2 separate regions of the Mus musculus genome follow, and region 2 is linked to region 1. Evidence: chromatin contacts called from public HiChIP or PLAC-seq data. All regions are on one chromosome and are shown on one strand. Each heading gives the region's core, a stretch centred on a gene start, on an enhancer-like site or on the middle of the called end of the contact. The rest is flanking DNA. Distances are from core to core; before and after follow the strand shown. Region 1 holds the start of Auts2 (autism susceptibility candidate 2). Region 2 has its middle 340 kb from the start of Gm36528.

Region 1 (6,587 bases), core at 2,012-4,511:
TTCTCCAATGGAAGAATATGATGAAATTCTGACCCCAAAAGCCATTACCAATTCCAGTGAGCACTACACTTGGACCCTGAAAAAAAAAATCATTTAAACATTATCCCAAAATACGTTTGCAAATTACTCTTGCCAGAGGCAAGGTTCTTGGATACAGTATATTACGATCCACTTTCCCCCCCAACTAGACATTACTCTTTAAAGACACGACTGCCAAGGGCTGCTCTGAAAAGTCACCAATATAATGCCTCTTATTATATTTGACAATTTCACACTTTTCCCAACCCAATCTCCAAAGTTTGTGAAAAGTGACTCTACTTGCAATGTTACTTCCTGGTTTCCTAGAATCTTGTCTGTATCGAAGACAATTTTTACCTCTGTCCCAGATTGCTTCAGCTGTCAACTTAACACAGCCCAGAGTCATCAGAGGGAGTCTCAGTTTGGGGATTGCCCAGATCACTGGTCTTTTGCCAAGTCTGTGGGGGAACTGGCTTGTTGATTGATGTGGGAGGGCCAGGCCTCTGTAGGTGGTGCCATCACTGGGCAGGTGATCCTGGGTTGTGTAACAAAGCTAGAAGAGGGAAGAGTGTGCCAGAGACTGAGCCACTAAGCAGCATTCTCCCATGGTCTCTGCCAGGTTCCTGGCCTGACTTCCCTCAGTGATAGACTGTGACCTGGAAACATAAGCCAAATAAACTCTTTGTTCCTCAGAATGTTTTGTTTGTTTGTTTGTTTTTTAAATCACAGGAACAAAAATGAAAATTAGAATATCCTAGAAATGAACCCTGAAAATGAGCCCAAGTCCCTTCTTTGAATGACAAGGAACCTGCCTGTATTTTGAGGAATTTGCCTGATCGCCTCAGCGTGGGTTCCAGCCACTGAGGGCAAGAGCATCCTAGAAGAGAGGTTGAGTACAGGAGTCTGAATTTAAGTGACTGCTCCGGGGGCAGCAACAGTCAGTATAGCTAAGTAATTTTGGAAGGTGCCACTCTGCTCCCTAATAAATTCACATTTATCACACAACACCATTCTCAAGGGGGAAACAAAAAAGCACAGGATGTACTAAAAAAAGATGCTATGTTTTCAAGAAGAAGGCCTTGGGAAGCTTGAAAGGGAACTTTTTGAACATTTAATTGAACTTCTTTGATTTACAAGATGAGAAAATTAGTCATTTGAAAGTCTTGCCTAAGGTTAAATGGTTTGTTCCCCTGGACAGACATAAAGCCTGTCTTATTCACACTCCACTTGATCTCTTCTGTCTCCTTGTCTCCCACTACCCATATGCTCACAGACCTGGGTTCCTGAAACAGGAAAGCTGGAGTGTGACTTAAAAACAAAGTATTGAGAAACCAACCACTAAATCTGGAAGTGTTAAGACAAAGAGACTCACTTGCCAGAAAATAAGATTCAAGCACTTCTCTGTCTGTTTGGGGTGCCACTGTATTCCTGAACCTACAGCTGTGAAGCCCTAATATCTGTTGAATGCAAGAAAAAAAAAAGCATCCATCCGTTTACCCATTTGAGAAAGGTACGTTTTCTTTCTCTTCCACTGCTTCTGACCTTCTTGTTCTGTTCTGTGCAGACTGGGATTCAGAACAGTAGAAATCCGCGTACAAAGCATTGTAACACGGTGCCTGGCTCATTGTGAGCAATTAATGTCAGTTTGTTTTCTTTTCCTTCATGCCAAGTGTGGGTTGCTAGGGGTGAGGGGTGATGTGCCACAGTGTTTATGTGCTTGGACAGAAAGAGAAGCAACTAAGAGATTGCTGAGAGAAGACTGTCGGTGAGTATAGATCAATTCCAAGTGCCTTGAAAAAACGCACAGCTATTTTATCCAGAGAGGCTGGTCGCTTTGGTTGATCGATTCTGGGCTGTAGTCAGCTCTTTAATACAACTTTTTATAAGCATCCGTTACATCGTGGTGGAAAACGTAGGGAAGCCACCTCTGCTCCATCCTCCTGCAGCTAAGCAGTAAGCGAAGTCTGCAGCGAGGGGGATGGCGGTTTGGAGTCCTCAGACTGGGACGGCCCCGAGCTACTCAGTCCCTTGCTCCAGGTTCAAGTTCCCGGTGTCTGGCTGCTCCAAAGCGGCTAGCGCCTCCTCAAAGTGTCTCCCACAGAGAGACCAAAAGTGCTGGCCGGGCGGGGGTCGCCTGGGTTCAGGGGCACTCTGGCATTCAGTGTTCTACCACGCAGAGTAGGGGGTCGGGGGAAAGTTTCCAACTCTTGCTTGATGAGCCTGGACGCAGCACTAGACTGACTACTCTTCTTGTCCCCAAAGTGCAACCTCTTTGGGTCCATACTTTGCACTTCCCCGCGCTGCAAGCACTTTTTATTTAAAAAAAAAATTTTTTTTTTTTTTTTGCACCGGGCGCGCGCTTGCGCGCGGGCAAAACACCTAGAGGTACTTCAGAGTAGTTGAGCCAGCAAGAGCTTCAGGAGTGGAGGAGATAAGGCACTCCGGGAGCAAGTGTCCGGAGAAAGGTGCCTGCTACGCGTGCGCGCGCGAGTCCTCCGTGCGTTTGGCGGGATGTTGGGGCAGCCTCCAAGCCCTCGAACTTCAACTCCACACCGGCCTGTGACCGACCCCTCCAACACACCCCCCACAGCCTCTGGAGACCCCTTCCGCCCCCAAGTGCGCAGGCCCGGCCGCCCCAGCGCGCATGCCCTGGGCTCGTGGAGCGGTGGCCAGCCCCTCAGCCTTTTTGCTTTCCACACACTCTACAACTAGGGGAGGGGGGCGGGTCACGTGATCTAGCCCGGCCCGAGGCGCGCGGGAGGAGGGGGGACGGGGACGCGCGTGGGAGAGAGCGGGGGGGGGGGAGAGGCGCGAGGGGAGGGGCTTCTCTCGGGAGCGCGCAGCTAGTGGTGCCTGAGTGGAAGGGGCGGCCCTCGGGAGCGCGCCCCGTGGTGCCGGGGGTTTTGGGGAGGGGGAGAGAGAACGAGGCGTGAGAGATTCTCGGGAGTCCGCGAAGGGGGAAAGGGGGGCGGCCCTCGGGAGCGCGCCGAGTGAGGCGTGAGGGGAGGGGGTAGCTCTCGGGAGCGCGTGCAGAGCCAGGAGGGCGGTCCTCGGGAGCGCGCGCAGAGCGAGGCGCGAAGAGGGCGGTCTTCCAGAGCGCTCGCCGGTGAGCGAGCTCGAGCGCGCGTGCGAGAGAGGGGGAGAGAGAGAGAGAGAGGGAGAGGGAGACGGCAAGCGGGCGGGCGCGGGGCTGGGCCGAGGCGGGCGGCGGCGGTGGGCCGGCCGGAGGGGGAGGAGCGGGCGCTGTGTGAGCGAGGCGGGCGGAGGATGAGGCCGTGCCCGGGCTCTGGCTGCAGCCGCCCGGGGACACGCCGTGCACCCTCGGGCTCCGGGCTCCGGCGGCGGCGGCTGAGGCAGCGTTAGCTGAGAGCGAGCGAGCGAGTGAGCGAGAGAGCGAGCGGCATCTCGCAGCGCTTCTTCCTCAGGCGGGGCGACGCGAAAAAGAAGAAGAAGAAGAAGAAGACGAAGAAGAGGCGGCGGCGCCACCACACCGGTGTATCTCGGGTTGGAGACTGCTCTTTGCTTTCCTCGTTGACTGACTCACCCCCTCCCCCTTTATAATTTTATCTTAAATTTTTTTGGAAGAAGGGTGACCTCTGGAACTGGGGGTGGGGGGAGATCTACAATTTGTGTGTGTGCGTGCGTGCATGTGTATGTGAGGAGGGGGTCGGTGGCACGCGCCAGGCTTTGCAATTCTTCTCTTCTTTCATCTTTTTCTCCTCCTCCCCCCCTTGAAGACCGAAAAAAAAAAATCCCACAACTGCTTCAGCGTCCTCCTCCTTCCCTTCCTCCTTTCCTCGGGCAACCTCTGTCTCCGCTTGTGATTGCGTGGTTATGCTCCCCTCTCTGGGGGGTCTCGCCCCTCTCAGCTCGCTCTCCAGCCCTGGCTTCCCTTGGATGCATTTCTTAAAAAAAGACTGGGAGCCCGGGAGTGAGTTTTTCTGCGAGGCGAGTGTGTGAGAGAGGCGGAGGTGTGGGGTGTTTTCCTGCACGAGGGGGCGGGTGAAGTTCATTGCCACCCACCCCTCACTTCACCGTGACCTTTTCGGACCTCGGGCTTTTTTTTTTTTAAAATTTTTTGGGGGGTCTCTAGAGAAAGGGAGAAGCAAGGCGATTTCAGTGGTGGGGAGAGAGCATGGCCGCGGGGAGGGCTTCCCCAGTCTCTTGATCAAAGCATTCCGCTATTCTGATTTATTGCCTGCTTGGTGAGTTATTTTTTTCCCCCTTTCCTCTGTAAAGGAGACCTGTGTGTTCAGCCATTACTTTGCTCGGCGCTGTTCGCAGGCATCTCCGACCCTCGGTGCAGAGGGGAGCCCCACACTTCGCCCTCTCGCTTCCCCGTCCCTCCCTCCCCGTCTCCCCGCCCCTTCCCCCTTTTTTCTTTCTCTTTTCCCCCCTGCCCTCCCTTCTTGTTCTTCTTCGGATTCTTTTTTTTTTTTTTTTTTTTATTTCTCCCAGCCGCTTTCTCCCCCGCGCCCTTCCTCGCGGCGGGAGGGAAAAGCCCGTGCAGGAGGAAGGGGGGCTCGGTGTCAATTTTTTTTTTCTTCTTGGGGTGTGTGTGTGTGTGTGTGGCCGCGGCCCGAGCCTGTGGCGCGCGGGTAGGTGAACGGGGAAGATCCCCGGCGCGGTTAAAAGAACCATGGATGGCCCGACGCGGGGACATGGACTCCGGAAAAAGCGGAGGTCTCGATCACAGCGAGACCGGGAGAGACGCTCCCGGGCCGGGTTAGGAACCGGTGCGGCGGGTGGTATAGGAGCCGGCCGGACCCGGGCTCCCTCGCTGGCTTCATCGTCGGGCTCCGACAAGGAAGACAATGGAAAGCCCCCATCCTCCGCCCCGTCCCGGCCCAGACCCCCGCGGAGGAAGCGCAGAGAGTCCACCTCAGCCGAAGAGGACATCATTGATGGATTTGCCATGACCAGCTTTGTTACTTTTGAAGCGCTGGAGGTAAGGGGGGACCCCCTTTTCTGTTCCCCCCATGGTTTCCTTTTATGCATGACACCCCCCACACTCGGCTGCACCCCGGTTTTCTTGCCTCCCCCGCCGCACTCGAAGCTCTCAGTCTCGGCCGAGGTCTTATTGTTGGGTGTGGGGTTGTATGTAGGGGGAGCTGGGGGCAGATTGGCAGCAAGGAGGGAATCGCTAAGCTGTATGCCTGGTCTGGTCTTCTACTGGTTTCGTTCTTGTCCAGCTTGCCTTTCCCTTGCGCCCCCTTCCTGCACCCCCACCTCCCTCCACAGCAGATGGGTGGAAAGAAAGGGGTTCAGGCATCACAACAATGCGCCCCCCTTCTCCACGGATGGTTCTACCCCCACTCCTTTCCTCTTCTTCTCCCTCCCCAATCATGGCTTCTTGGCTGGTGGAAGTCTTTGCTTGGGTTTGGGGCGCCTGTGGACTGTTCTCTGTGTGCTTTCTACAGAGCCATATGTTCCCATGCGTGTGTGTGTGTGTGTGTGTGTGTGTGTGTGTGTGTGTTTTAGTCTGTCTAGTATATGCTTTTTCTGGATGTCCTGGGGATCAGAGGCTGCTAGGGTTTTGTGGCTTTTCTATACTCCCCCCTCCCCTTTTTTTGGTGAAGCTGGGGAAGGGGGCGTTTTCTCCTTGTTGGGAGAAAGGAGGGAGGAGGGGAGAAGAGGAAAGGATGGAATATCTTTTTATATAATGCATGGGGCTATATTGCAGAAAGGGTTAATGACAATATTATCCACACACATACATTTGCGTGTGGGTTGTGTTGGTGTGTGTGTGTGTGTGTGTGTGTGTGTGTGTGTGTATACATGAGCAATTTAGTTGAAGGACAGAAGAAGGTACACCAGGGAGGGCTGGTATGAGGCAAGATAAAATCCTAGCTGGCTGCTGAAGGGCTTGTCACCAGTTGTCCCTCTTTTCCTTTTTTTGTATGTGCCCCCCACCCCAAGTGATTGGCTTTGTGTATGTGTTTGTGTGTCTGTCTTTATTCCTGAGGCACCTGCAGGCAGCCTTGGTTTTTCAAATGCATATTTTCCTGCCTGCTAAGAGGCTCCTGGTGTGTGTGTGTGTGTGTGTGTGTGTGTGTGTGTGTGTGTGTTTGTAGGATGGAAGGAGCTGGAGGGAGACAGTCCAAGGGTCACAGAAAAGTATCTTTGCCTGGGAAGATTTGCTTTGGTGCTGGGATTGGTCATTGGTGTGTATACATTTAACTGCTTTCTTTCCTCCTCTTCCTCCCTTTCCCCACCCTCAACACACACAGCCACACATACACAGGAGGTTCCGAGGGCCTCCTGAGTTGATCCAGGACAAAACCAAAATATGGTTGGTTTGTAGCCTTTCATGGCACCTGACATAATGGTGTGGAGAAACTTTTCTCTTCCCTTTATTTATTTATTTATTTATTTATTTATTTAATTTATTTATTTATCTTTGCTGATATTGTGTTATTGTTTCAGGGGTGCCAAGTTGAGCTTTGTTAATGAGAGCATAAGCCTTATGTGCACTGACTGTGCAGGTTTAGGTTGTGGGTTCTAGACCTGTGTTTGGATGTCAAGTTTAAGTGTTTTTAAAAAGGCAGTCTTCCTGTCTGTCAGACTTG
Region 2 (6,587 bases), core at 1,223-3,722, 550 kb before region 1:
AAAGCAGAATTTGGAATTATACGATTATAAGGCAAAACCTGTTTTCTCCTGTGCTGCTTTTTATCTTAGTTAGGGTTTTATGGCTGTGAAGAGACACCATGACCACAACTCTTACAAAGGAAAACATTCCATCTGGGGCTGGCTTGATGTTTCAGAGGTTTAGTCTATTACTGTCATGGTGGCAAGTAGGCAGACATGGTCCTGGAGAGGAGCTGAAAGTTCAATATTTTGATCCGCAGGCAACAAAAGCAAATTGTGTCACTGCTTGGACATAGGAGGTCTCAAAGCCTGCCTCCACAGTGACACACTTCCTCCAACAAGACCACACTTCTTAATAGTGCCACTCCCTGTGGCCAGGCATCCAAAACGTGACTCTATGTGGGCGCGGGGGGTAATACCTATTCAAACAGCCACACTTTATGTCTGTGTATTTGTTATAGCCACAGAAATGAAACTAGAGAAATGCCCAAGTTAGGTTTTTAAATACTTGGTGCCTTGATGGTGTTCTGTTCTGGGAGGTTGTGAAACCTTTGAAATGCAGAGCTGAGATGAGAAAATTGGAACACTAGTCTCTTTGAAAATCAGACTTTTGCCAGAGTCCTGCATTTTTGTTCCACCAAAGGGCGGCTATGGAGTCGACACTGCCACCGTGCCTCCCTGCCATGATGGGTGCCTTCAGATTGAACCCAAATAAACCCTTCCTCCTTCTGCCAGGCATTTTCTCACAGCAGTGAAAAAAGTAATTAGCAGGTGTCCATTCCAACATAGTTAATCTCAAACGTGATGGTTAAAGGAAGCCGCAACTTCTTTGAGCATAGAAAAAAATCCATCTAAAAAACTGGGGTAAATCTTTACCTGGATATCCAAATATGGATTCATTTGGCTTATCGTAGAGTACTAAGTCAGAAGTTATTTTGCCTTTTTAAATTTTATCTCATGATTATATCATGGTTGTAAGTTGTCATTTCCACCATTCCTAAAGGTTTGAAGACTCAAGTAGATGTGGCTACATTAATCAGGGGTGTTTGTCCAATCATATTACCTAAATTCCATTTCTAAGTATTTGAGTTTGGCTAGTATATTAATCGTTTGTCTTCTTACAGTCACAAGATATTGTAAAGAAGGATTGGTTGAGTTTGGCTCGTAGCTTGTGAATGGAGATGATCCGCCTTGGCAGAAGAGGTGACATGCTCACCCTGTCACACTGAATCTGTAGCTAGGAAGCAGAGTGAACAGGAGGTGGACAAAGCTGTAAGACTTCAAGGCCTACCCCAAGGGACCCACTTCCTCCAGCAAGATCCTACCTTCTAAAGACTGAAATCTTCCAAAAACTGCACCACCAGCTGGAGAAGAAGTTTCAAATACATGAGCCTGTGGGGGGACATTTCACATTCAGACCACTTTGTGTGTGTGTGGCGGGGGGGGGGGGCATTAGAAGTTAAGTATTGAGCTGGAGAGATGGCTCAGTGGATAAAGTATTTGCCACACTAACATAAAAAATATGAACCTGGATTCTAAGAATTCATGTGAAGCTGGACACAGCAGCAAATGTCTATCTTCCAGAGCTCCTAATGGAGCTCTGGAACTAGAGAACCCTCAGAAGCCCACAGACTAGTTAGAGGCAGCTAGTAAACAAGAGAACCTGCTACAAACAGACGGAAGGTGAGAACCAACCCTGGAGGTTTGCCTCTGACCTGCACTCGTACACATAGCAACACAACTACATCCCCACGCTCACAAAGACTTCTTTTTAAAACAAGGGATGTAGAGAAGATCAGTCCTTTCACTGGTTAGAAGGAAAAGAAAAACAGTTGTGGAAGACATATTTATCTTTTATGGTAAACTGGGTGATTTCTCCTTCAGAGAACAGAGTGCATGAAAAATAATATGGCTGGTATGTGACAGAATGGAGATCTTGAACTATATAGCCCAATGTCTATCCCTATGCTAATTCAAAAATTTGGGCCATTTGATCCTTCTTAATGTGTCTGTGTGTATTGTGTGCGTGTGTGTTTCTGTGTATATTGTGTGTATGTGTGTGTGTCCTTGTGCATGTTCCTGTGTAAGTAAGTGCAGGCACTTGGGTATCCTTATATGGATCAGATACACATGTGCACATAAATGCCAGTTGTTTAAGATATACTCTGTCTTGTTACTCACCAATATGTACCCCAGGCTTGCTGGCCAGCAAGCTTCCTGTATTCAACTTCAATATCCTGATAGGAATTCTAGTATTCCAGATGTATACATTCAGATCGTACATGCCACTTGGGCATCTGAACACAGGTTCTCATGCTTATTTGGAAAGCACTTTGCCCGCTGAGTTAGATCTCCAGCCCTGGCTTCCCTTCCTCTTGGACTATGTCTAACTGAAACACATCGTCCCTTGAAATGTCATATAATCTGCCCCTGCCTCCATATCCAAGCCTGAGCTTTGTATTAAGCCCTGCAGTCCGGTCTCACATTTCACAGAGGTTCATGTTCAGCCACATGCTCACACTTGTCCCTAATACATTGTGACACCCTATTACTACAGTGCCTTTATGAGCTTCAAGGGAAATTACATTTTAAATTATAGCATACAAGTATAATGGAAAATCTAATTGTAGCAATGACAGTTTATTTATCAATCATTTATCATTTTGATTTATAGGGTGCCCAACTTGATTTAAAAGGAGCTAATGTTTAAGAATCCCCAGGCACCCACAGGACTAAATATACACAGAAATCAACAAAGTGAATTACTCCTGGTTTTTTTTTTTTCTGGGTCCCTTTGATCACCTTTCTCACATTCAAGGCTGAAGCTGGGAAACACAGCCAGGTTGATCCAAGGGACTTCTAATTCAGCATCTGAATACCTTTGATATCAAATTTATCTATTATAGAAGTTGGCAGCTGGAAATTGTCAAGATTCACACAGGACTCAAGTTCAGGCATTTAAATATTTCCATATCCCAACTTCACAGAGATGCAGACTTTAGAGCTTAAAAAGGGGACTTTCACAAAGATCTGATGTCCACACCTCCAACTCCTCTTGAGTAAGTGTGTCCTGTGTGGGTGTGTGAAGGTATGTATGTATGTAGATATGTTTTCTTATGTGTAGAGGCCAGAGGTCAACACCAGGGTCTTCTCTGCCTTATTTTAGTTGTTGTTCTTTACAAAAAGTTGTTTCACTGAACTTGGAGTTCACAAATTCAAAGACACTAGCTATAACCAGACATGTGTCTACTTTGGGGGTTCTGTTTTCTACTTTTAGCTCTTAATAGACCCCCCAAACCCCCAACACTAGGTAAGAGAGAAGGTTAGAGGGGAAAGGGGAGCATTGGTTTCCTTAGACTACTTCTGGCTGATTAGGGGCACTGAGTTCTTTGGGACAAGTTTGATCTTCTTCAAGTATCAGAATATCCAATTTCTTCTCATCACTTTGTACATGACCACTCAACAGACCACAACAGCAGCCACCAGCAGCAGAAGGGGGAGCAGCAGCCCCCTCTCTTGGAGCTCGGGCACTTACACATTCTCTGCAGAGTTCCCACAATTCCAATCATAAACTATCTTCAGCTGGCAAAATCACACCCTTGCCAGAGCACAAGACAAATCATAGTCAGCTGCTGTGGATGAGCTGAAGCAGCCCCACATCCTACACCTGGGATTAAAACGATAGCATATTCACATAACATGTCTGTGGGTTTAATAGAAACCAGAATTCTCACTGTAACTAGCTGACAAGCACACTCTAGGGATCCCCCTATCTCCACATCCCAAGTGCTAGGATTACTGAAACCTATCACCATGTCTGGCTAAATGTAAAAGCATTAGTGCTGAGGATTCAGACTGGGGCCCTCATCTGTAATGGTCAACACTCCACTGACTTAGCCATCTCTCTATTCCCTAAGGCATCTTTAAGGTATCTTTAAGATTGACTCAAAGAATCTACAATTGAGACTATTAGCACTAGGAATGCTACCATCATATAAGTTCCCTGAGTGCTAAATAAGGTCTTCCTCTCTGACAGTTCTCTTCAACCTCACAAAAGCTGGGATTCCAGGCAAAGGGCACTCTGCTTCAATTGGGGGAATTAAAAATGAATGTTTCAAACTGCAGTGCTTGGCACCAGGTTAGAAGTATATCATAAGCTCATGTGCTATCTGTTGATTAAATGCACTCCTGGATAGATAGCTCTAAGATCTAGCCCCCATGTTAGGGATGCAGTGTCAGTTGATAGAGTCTTGCCCACCATGCAAGGTGCTGTGGGATAGATTCCCCTGTCTCTTGACATAACCTAGATCTGAAACGGAATCTCAATTAAGGAATTACACAGATCAGATTAGTCTATGAGAATGTCTATGAAGAACTATCTTGATTTTTAGTTGATGTAGGATTTCTCAGTCCACTCTGAGCAGTACTATTTCCTGCACAAGCAGTCATGGGCTGTGTAAGTAAGCTATCTGAGTATAAGCCTTCAAGCTAACAAGCAGCATTCCCCATGGTGCTTGCTGTACTTCTTGGCTTTGAGCTCCCTAGACAGGGTAATGCTGTATGTAATAGCCAACAGTCCTACCTTTAGGCTCTTGACTTATGTTTCTGTCTTGACTTCCCTCAGTGAGGGACTGTTGTGGGAAGCAAGTGTACTCCTGTAGGAATGAGCACTCATGAGATGATCATGACAATGTCAAGGACCCCAGTGCCTCAGATCCATGGTAATAAGAAAGCCTTCTAAGGTCAGGCACAGGGGAACAGTAAGACCTTCCTCTGGTAGGTCGAATTACACCAGCACTGTGTGCAGTGTCAACCACACCTTCCTCCTCCAAGATGACTGCTGCTTGAAACTGCTCCCCTAACAGAGTCACTCTACTGAGATCAGTTAGCCCACTTCATCCTCCAGCTGTATATAAGAAATGTGCTACGTTTCTTGGCTGTTGGTGTAGCTCCATCCCTGCGTGTGGTCCACCCAATCCTAGCTGTTCTGTAAATGTGCCTGTCACTTCTTTATCCCAGGTCAATCCTGAAACTGCACAGGTTGTGGCAGACTGTGACCTGGAAGTATAAGGCAGAACACTTTCCTTGTGAATGTTGCTTTTGCTTATGGTATTGGTAACAACAACAGAATAAAGCTAGAATAACTAGCCAGGCAGCAAAATAGAAAGGGAATGGAGGACCAAATATGTTCATTAACATAAATGAATTTTTAAACATCATGCAAAGTAACAGGCCAGGTGTGGAAATGATGATGCACACCTGTAATTTTAACGTTTGAGAGGTTTGGACAAGAGGGTCTAGGCAGTCTTCAGCAATGCAGCAAGCTTTCCATTCTTTAAAAGATGTCACCACACTGTGTAACTGGCCCAGCAAACTTAGTAGAGGTATTTAGTGGAATGCAGTACAATAAGGAGAGCTCAGGTCTGGGTAAGGGAAAATCGAAAGATCCTGGTTTAAAGTAAATCAGCCAGTCAGTGGTGGCCCATGCCTTCAAACCTTCAGTCCCAGCACATGCACAGGCAGGTGCATGTCTGAGTTTGAGGCCAGCCTGGTTTACAGAATGAGTTCCAGAACAACTAAAGCTAAGCAAAGAAACTCTGTCTCAAACAAAGACAAAAGAAAGTAGATGGTGTGGCTCAAGACATAGCTCAGCAGTTAGAACTCTTGCTGCTCTTCAAAAAAACCCAAATTCAGTTCCCAGCACCCATAGCAGATAATTAACAACCACCTGTTGACACTCTAGCTTCAAGGAATCCCTCACTCCTGGCCTCTATAAACACTTGAACACTTATAACATACACATACATACATGCATGTACATCCATAAAAATGGTTTAAATGTATATATATATATTGGTTTTTCAAGACAGGGTTTCTCTGTGTAGCCTTGGCTGTCCTGGCACTCATTCTGTAGACCAGGCTGGCCTCGAACTCAGAAATTTGCCTGCCTCTGCCTCCCGAGTGCTGGGATTAAAGGCGTGCACCACCATGCCCCGGCTTAAATGTATATCTTTTTTTATATATATATTTTTTCCATTTTTTATTAGGTATTTAGCTCATTTACATTTCCAATGCTATACCAAAAGTCCCCCATAGCCACCCACCCCCACTCCCCTACCCACCCACTCCCCTTTTTTGGCCCTGGCGTTCCCCTGTACTGGGGCATATAAAGTTTGCGTGTCCAATGGGCCTCTCTTTCCAGTGATGGCCGCCTAGGCCATCTTTTGATACATATGCAGCTAGAGTCAAGAGCTCCGGGGTACTGGTTAGTTCATAATGTTGTTCCACCTATAGGGTTGCAGATCCCTTTAGCTTCTTGGGTACTTTCTCTAGCTCCTTCATTGGGGGCCATGTGATCCATCCAATAGCCGACTGTGAGCATCCACTTCTATGTTTGCTAGGCCCAAGCATACTCTGACAAGAGACAGCTATATCAGGGTCCTTTCAGCATAATCTTGCTAGTGTATGCAATGGTGTCAGCATTTGGAAGCTGATTATGGGATGGATCCCTGGATATGGCAGTCTCTACATGGTCCATCTTTTTATCTCAGCTCCAAACTTTGTCTCTGTACCTCCTTCCAAGGGTGTTAAATGTATATCTTAATGAT

The links. HiChIP or PLAC-seq counts read pairs in DNA pulled down with a chosen protein or histone mark.
Region 2: an H3K4me3 HiChIP or PLAC-seq map of embryonic limb bud shows a contact between it and region 1, with 3 times the contacts expected there. The contact joins the enhancer-like site here to the promoter of Auts2 in region 1. A contact is called at or near these places in 1 of 39 promoter capture datasets (hippocampal neurons) and 6 of 115 datasets of contacts at active chromatin or transcription factors (embryonic basal ganglia, embryonic forebrain, embryonic limb bud and 3 more).

Annotation. Positions count from the first base shown.
Region 1 is chr5:132,539,894-132,546,480 of GRCm38.p6, reverse strand. Auts2 (autism susceptibility candidate 2) reads left to right here and starts at 3,261. Exons shown (of 20, transcript NM_001363480.1): 1 at 3,261-4,966. The coding sequence starts at 4,658.
Region 2 is chr5:133,089,221-133,095,807 of GRCm38.p6, reverse strand. No RefSeq gene overlaps it. Among named protein-coding and RNA genes, the nearest start is that of Gm36528, 340 kb to the right of the region's middle. Within about 2 kb of position 2,472, at least 3 of the 459 cell types and tissues checked have an H3K27ac peak or open chromatin away from gene starts, as enhancers often do. A contact at or near this core is called in embryonic limb bud, where this site is marked.